2 separate regions of the Pan troglodytes genome follow, and region 2 is linked to region 1. Evidence: chromatin contacts called from public Hi-C data. All regions are on one chromosome and are shown on one strand. The core of a region is the stretch at or near the end of the contact, and the rest is flanking DNA. Distances in the headings are between cores, read along the strand shown. Region 1 holds the start of IER5 (immediate early response 5). Region 2 has its middle 13 kb from the start of ACBD6.

What was found. A called contact is a pair of places that touch in the nucleus more often than the background predicts.
Region 2: a Hi-C map of stem cell-derived neural progenitor cells shows a contact between it and region 1, with 8 times the contacts expected there. The contact joins the enhancer-like site here to the promoter of IER5 in region 1. A contact is called at or near these places in 1 of 7 Hi-C or Micro-C datasets (stem cell-derived neural progenitor cells) and 1 of 1 datasets of contacts at active chromatin or transcription factors (stem cell-derived excitatory neurons).

Annotation. Positions count from the first base shown.
Region 1 is chr1:68,045,985-68,049,456 of NHGRI_mPanTro3-v2.0_pri, forward strand. It overlaps IER5 (immediate early response 5), which reads right to left and starts at 1,295. Exons shown (of 1, transcript XM_016933680.3): 1 at 1-1,295. The coding sequence starts at 1,080. The coding sequence ends at 97.
Region 2 is chr1:68,605,821-68,609,385 of NHGRI_mPanTro3-v2.0_pri, forward strand. No RefSeq gene overlaps it. Among named protein-coding and RNA genes, the nearest start is that of ACBD6, 13 kb to the right of the region's middle. Within about 2 kb of position 2,246, at least 2 of the 24 cell types and tissues checked have an H3K27ac peak or open chromatin away from gene starts, as enhancers often do. A contact at or near this core is called in stem cell-derived neural progenitor cells, where this site is marked.

The DNA of each region.
Region 1 (3,472 bases), core at 45-2,544:
CCGCGGTCTCTGGGCGTCCTCGCAGCCGGGAAGGGCCTGGCCCTCACTTCGGGGACGCCCGCTGCTCCACCTCCTCCCCGCAGGGGGGCCAAGGGCTCAGAAAGCCACGATGGCTGTGCTCCAGGGGTTCATGTCTCTCAGCACCGGCTTATCGCAGCAGATCTGCCCGGGCTCGGCGGCTTCCGGACCGCTCTCCTCTCCCTCCTCTTCCTCCCTGCCGCCCCCGGGGCTTTTCCGTAGGAGTCCCGAGAAACTGGAACCGAAGATGCTGATGAGGTTAGCCACGTTCCCGGTCTCCATCTCCTCCGCGTCGTCGTCCTCTCCTCCACTCGGCGGCTGCTCTAAGTTCCGGCGGGGCTTCTTGAGCGGGGTCGAGCCGGGCGCCGGGCAGCCCGCTGGGCCGCCGCCCACCCCCGCCGCGCAGCGCTTCCTGGGGCACACCGCGGGCGGCGCGGGGGGCTCGTCCTCGGCTGGTCGCGGCGCGCAGCAGCAGGCAGCGCGGGGGGTCGCGGCCGGTGTACCCGGCGGGTCCTCCCCGCCTAGGGGGCAGCCGCAGGGGCGGCGCGCGGCACGAGATACCTCAGGAAAGACGCCCCAGCCTCCGGCGGTACCCTCGGCTTCTCTGGCTGCCGCCTGGCGCGGCCCCTCCACGCGGCTCCAAGCAGCTTCCGTCGCGTCCGCCTCTCCGCCCTGAAAAACGTCCCCGACTCCAGTCACCGTGGCCACCGGCACCTCGTCCCCTACCCGCGGCGCGTCTGAGACGGAGGAGCGCTCCGGCTGCGGCTCGGTCTCCGGCCAAGAGGCACGAGCGGCGGGCGGGGGCGGCTCTCCCCAGCCGGCGGGTGGCCCGGCCGCCGGCTCCCCGGGCTGCTGCTGCGGTGGCGGTGCCGGGGTCCCAGCGGGACCGGCCAGGTAGAGGCCGGGGCACGGGTCGCTCAGGTAGACTTGGCGGGCGCTGCGCAGCACCAGCGAGACCAGGAGGTTCTTATGCAGCTTGATGCCGCCGCGCTGGACCCGCGAGTTGTAGATCTTGCCCAGAGAGATGCTGACGATGCGGTGAGCCTCCAGCTTGAACTCCATCCTGCTTCCCCTGCACAGGGCCGTCGGCGCCGGGGTGACACGTTTGGAAATTGGGAGGGAACGGGAGGCGCAAACAAGTCCGCCCCCTGGGCACACCCTCGATCACCTAAGACTCCGAAGAGAAACGACTCTGGTGACGCGCGCGCAGATCTACTAACCTCTCCACACAAGACAACTTCCCCGTTTCGGGTCCGGTCGCTAAACAGGGCAGCCCGGCAGCCTCGCGTCTTATATAGGCTCCTCGACCGCCAATCACGAAGGGCCGCCAACCGTTCCGGGGCTGGCCGGCGCGCCCTCGTGCGCCGCGCACGGCCAATCGGAGCCCGAGGAGGGGCGCCAGGGCCCGTTCGAACGTTAGTCCCGCGGAGCAGGCTCTTAAAGGGGGCGACGGCTTGCGGCCGCAGACCAGGCCCGTGGGGAGTGAATGTTGGGGACGGTGCTCGAGAGCGCTACCGTTTGGAGTTACAGATTCTGGCTTGTGCGATGGCTTGCCGGAACCAAAGCGAACAAAATATTCGAACTTTCTTCCGAACACGGTGGTGGACTCTGTTCTGCCATAAAGTCCTGATCCTTCCCGGATCGACTCCGCCCTCACCAGCCACGCCACCGTTTCCAGGCCGGCCACACCTGTAAGCGACCCCCCTCAACCCTGGCAAAAATAGAGATGGTGGCCATACGCGGCGGAGGACACCCCTGGATAACAAATAGTATTACTGCAAAGTATTTGGCAATCATTATTTTTGGATGAGCCGCTTTCCCCGCTAGAGTCACATACACTCTTAGCAGCTGTCAGTTCTAACCCCAAAGGAAAGGGGGATTCCAGAAGTTTTTGGCTAGGTTTTTGGCTTCTTATCAAGGAATCGTGTCTAGATACAAAGTTATTGGTTGTCCTCTAAAGCTGGCATCTTTCACTTTGTTCTCTAGATTCTAGAACAAACCCAGTTATCAAATAAGTTAAATGGAAGATGTTACAGGTTCTCCACAATGATTTTTTTTCCTTTTTTTTTTCATTTCCATTTTTCCATTACAAGGACTGACCCAGTCCACCCTTGGAAAAATCGAGCAAGTTCTGAAAATAAAAAGAAAGAAGTCCTGTGTTCCCATGATGATGTCATAATTTCATTTCGTGTCAAGGTAAAAATATAGTGCTAGGGAGTTCCAGAATTTTCTGGTCAGTCAACAACTTAGTCCATCTACTGGTCCTTATAAGTATATCAGGACACAATTACCACGGGGTTGCCCAGGGTCCTGGACTGGAAACATGGAGTCACTTCCAGTTAGTTCCACCGAAGCTCCACCACAGACCTGCCTGAGGACTCTGGGTAAATAACCTCAGGCCGCTTCAATGTCTCCACTGCTGAAAAGGGGGAAGTCACATACACATCTGCTTTATTGTACAGACGATAAATGACAACTTCTCAGCCACAATCTGAATGAGAAAACTAAGCACTGCTTTCTTGGAGTCCATGTGGAACCCTGGGCCTGATCCTGCCCCGGGGTTGGTCAAGCAATGAATTTATTTAGGAAAAATACCAGTGAAGAGTGGGCTTGATCATGACCAATTCACAATCTCCAGAGGATGTGATGGCTCAATAGCATTACCTGTGCCCACAACTGATGGTAACTGAGACAGCAGGCTCTGAGACCCAGAGTTCCTCCCCTCTAGGAATTTTCAGCCCACGTAGAGGAAGAGATAAAATAATGACACAAATAATTACAAAACCAAATAGCATATATTGAGTAATGACGCAAGAATTTTTCTCTTCTCTTTTTCTTTGCAAGTTATTAGTCACTATAAAGCAATGGCTAAGAGCACAGGCTGAGGAGGCTGGCTTCCTAGGTTGGAATCCCAGCTTCACCTTTCACTTGCTGCATGGCCTCTGGAAAATTATTTCACTTCTCTGTGCTGCTGTCTTTTTTATTACAAAATAATCAGCCGGGTGTGGTGGCTCACGCCTGTAATCCTATCACTTTGGAAGGACAAGGTGGGCGGATCACTTGAGATCAGGAGTTCAAGACCAGCCTGGCTAATATGGTGAAACCCTGTCTCTACTAAAAAAAAAAAAGACAGTAATTAGCCTGGCATGGCGGCAGGTGCCTGTAATCCCAGCTACTCGGAAGGCTGAGGCAGGAGAATTGCTTGAACACAGGAGGCAGAGGTTGCAGTGAGCCGAGATCACACCATTGTACTCCAGCCTGGGCAACAGAGTGAGACTCTGTCTCAAAAAATACAATAAAATAAATATAAATATAATAATAATAATGCCTACCTCTTAGAGTTTTTGTGAGGGTAGAACAAGGTAGCATATGCAAAGCTCATAGAACAGCACCTGGCATATAATAAGCTATCAATGTAGGCTAGTTCTCAGAACACACTACCCCACATACTACC
Region 2 (3,565 bases), core at 996-3,495, 560 kb after region 1:
ACAGGCATGAGCCACTGCATCTGGCCATTTATTTTTATTTGAAAAAATATAGTTTTTTTGAGACAGGGTCTTGCTCTGTCACCCAGGCTGGAGTGTAGTGGTACAATCATGGCTCACTGTAGCCTGAACCTCCTGGGTTCAAGTGATCCTCCCACCTCAGCCTCTCAAGTAGCTGAGACTACAGGTGTGAGCCACCATGCCCTGCTAATTTTTGTATATATTCATATATTTTTTGGTAGAGATTGGTTTTCGTCATGTTGCCTAGGCTGGACCCGAACTCCTAACCTCAAACAGTTCTTCCACCTTGGCCTCCCAAGGTGCTAGGATTACAGGCATGAGCCACCATGTCTGGCCTGTGTGTGTATTTAAAAGTTTTCTTTGAAAAATGGGAAATTTGGGCCGGGCGTGGTGGCTCACACCTGTAATCCCAGCTCTTTGGGAGGCCGAGGTGGGCGGATCATAGGTCAGGAGTTCGAGACCAGCCTGGCCAGCATGGTGAAACCCCGTCTCTATTAAAAATACAAAAATTAGCTGGGCATGGTGGCTGGCGTAATCCCAACTACTCAGGAGGCTGAAGCAGGAGAATCATTTGAACCTGGGAGGTGGAGGTTGCAGTGAGCTGAGATCACGCCATTGTACTCCAGCCTGGGCAACAAGAGCGAAATTCCATCCCCGCCCCCCAAAAAAAGAAATATGGGAAATCTGAATACAAAGGACTGCATTCTAGATGATATTTGTCAATTTTCTTAGGTATGATAATGTCATATTATGGCTCTATAATAGAATTTATTTTTAGAAGATACATACTACAGAATTCAGGATTGAAATATCATAATGTCTGCAACTTATTTTCAAGTCATTTATCAAAAATATTGGTAGATAGATAATGCAAATGTGGCAAAATGTTAACAATTGTTGAATTCAGGAAGTGAGTTCAATATGAGTGATCATTTACTATTCTGTCAACTTTTCTATATGTTTGAGAATTTTCATAATGGTTTATTTAAAAAAACAAGTTATCATGAAAAAAACATCAGAAGCAGAAACATCAATATTCAGGCCAATTAAAAGAACCAGTGTTCTGTGTGTGTGTGTGTGTGTGCGTGTGTGTGTGTGTGATGGTATATCTGCCTGTAAGGTTTAAAGTGCTGTCACTTCAAAGCCATATTTGATGCACTCAAATAAACGTTACTATTTTCTTGACTCATCTGGAGGATGAGGGAAAAGAGCTTTAATTCTACAGCCAAAATAACGGCCTAAAGGTATTCATAGTCATATGACATTTGAAGCAATAGAAATTTAAAACTTATAATCAGACTTCAACCAGAAAAATAAATGGGTAATTTTATTTTTAATCTAAAGACATTTTTTGAATGTCTTCAGAACCATTTGAATGTTATTTCCTGTTCTTAAGGTAAAATAAACAAAATTGTTTATATCTGATTGTGTATGCCTGACCAGATTTTCTTGATGATAAAAACCATTCCCAGCTTTTGAAGACTGATGTCTGATTAACTCTTTCAAACATAAATGCCACAAAATTAATCAAAGCTGTGGTTTTTTCCCAGGATGATACTCAGCTGTGGACATTAGTATCAACAAAGAAGGGATATTTTGATGAATACAAACTTAAAGAAAATTTAGCATATAAAAAATTTTAGTTTTTAGTATATTTTCATTTGCAGTTTTTAAACTTTAGTAAACATATGTTAACATATACATGCTAAACATTTCATCTTCTTGTGCATATTTTAGAATGTCAATTTTAAATTTAAAGTTCCCCAAAATATTTGGGAGAAGAGGGTGAGGCACAGGAACTGGGGAATGGTAAAAATGTTAATATATACATAAGGAAAGAAAATCCAAACAAAAGCAAAAACAACAATCCAAAGGGAGTAATGATGTAGGTTCAGAGCTAAGTTGATCTCAGCCTATACTGTATGACCCTTATTTCTCATTGTTACAACATTCAGAATAGTAAGTGGACTTGTCAGAGCATGTTTTTTAAAACCAAGCACATCTTAACAAAGCCTGTTTTCGTCTTTACTCTCAGTTCCTGGGTTCTAAGTCTAAAGAAGAAACACAATTAGGGTTTGGCTGCTGTTTAAAATAAAGATATAATTACATAAACAATTTGTTCCATTTACTGTGCCATACAACGTGCAAGGCCTCTCTTTCCTAAGCCTAAGGACCCAAAGAACAAAGATAATCCAGCCAGCCCGTTACACGGGCAGAACCCAAACCTAGCTCCATGCCGCCATCATCTGGTCAATATGTATATTCCACTTGCACTCCGGCAGTGCCCAGAAGACGATGGATATCCGGAATCCTGAACCACCCAGAGTGGAATTCAAACTCACGGGACTCATTTTTCATGCAAAGAAATTATATTTTATGAAGGCACAATATAAAATTATATATTCTGTCTTACTGAGGCCCTTTGTTCTTCAAACCAGTAACTGAAACCAGAAAAATATTGCAGAAATGGATAAAAAAATTTCAGTTTCTTAGCTTCAAGTTCAGGGAGACTTTCCTTAAAGATCTTTACTTCAGGCCAGGTTCAGTGGCTCATGCCTGTAATCCCAGTGCTTTGGGTGGCTGAGGCGGGAGCATCGCTTGAGGCCAGGAGTTTAAAGTTACATTGAGCTATGATCTTGTCACTACACTCCAGTCTGGATGACAGAATGAGACCTTGTCTCTAAAAAAAAAAAAAAAAAAAAACTTTACTGCAAATGCATCTGCAAATAGTTCAATAGCACCTTCTGCCAATTGAGCAGAATGTGTTTTAGTAGATATGAAAGGCCCACACTCCTTAGAAGACCTGGGAGTTAGATCCACTTGGTCACTCACCTAAATGTAAGGCCTAAGGCAAGTCACCTAATATTTAGGGGCCTCTTCTGGAAAATAATGGGGCTCAACTGAGACCTTTTTATGGAGAGGATATCCAGCTTAAAAAATCCTATTATTATTTAACTTCAGTTTGTACCACAAAATTTAGTACTTAATTTTAGTCTTGCTGGATTTTCTAATTGTATCATGAGCACTAATTTTGTTTTTCCAACTAAAATTTAGGTTACTTAATGGCAAGGATGATATCAGACTCCCCAGTCTGTGTACTTTTTACTGTATTACATTACCTGAAAGATCAGTATCAGCATTTAACAAGTTATTGTTGATTAATTTTTAGAAAGTCAAAATATGAAAATTTAAAAATATATTTACTAATAAATACACACTGAACACATTTAATATAATAGCTACTGCATTTACAGCAACAAAAATGTTGCAAATGTGGACAGAAGTCAGCTAGCCACTATGCCCTTAATTGAGTCCACCAATTTTGCCTTCCTCAGTGGTTCCATACTTATCAAGCACAATGAAATCTCTTCAGGACTGGTGTCTAAGAGAATGCTAGGCTTTTATAATCTAATCCTATTTGGCTTTGTGGCATTTGATTTACCCCTATATTTGTATCATGTAATGATAAATAACATCTCTAAAGTCAGTTTGTAAACCCACAAACGCATTTCCCAGAAGTCTTTCTTATTCATGCTGGGTTAAGTTG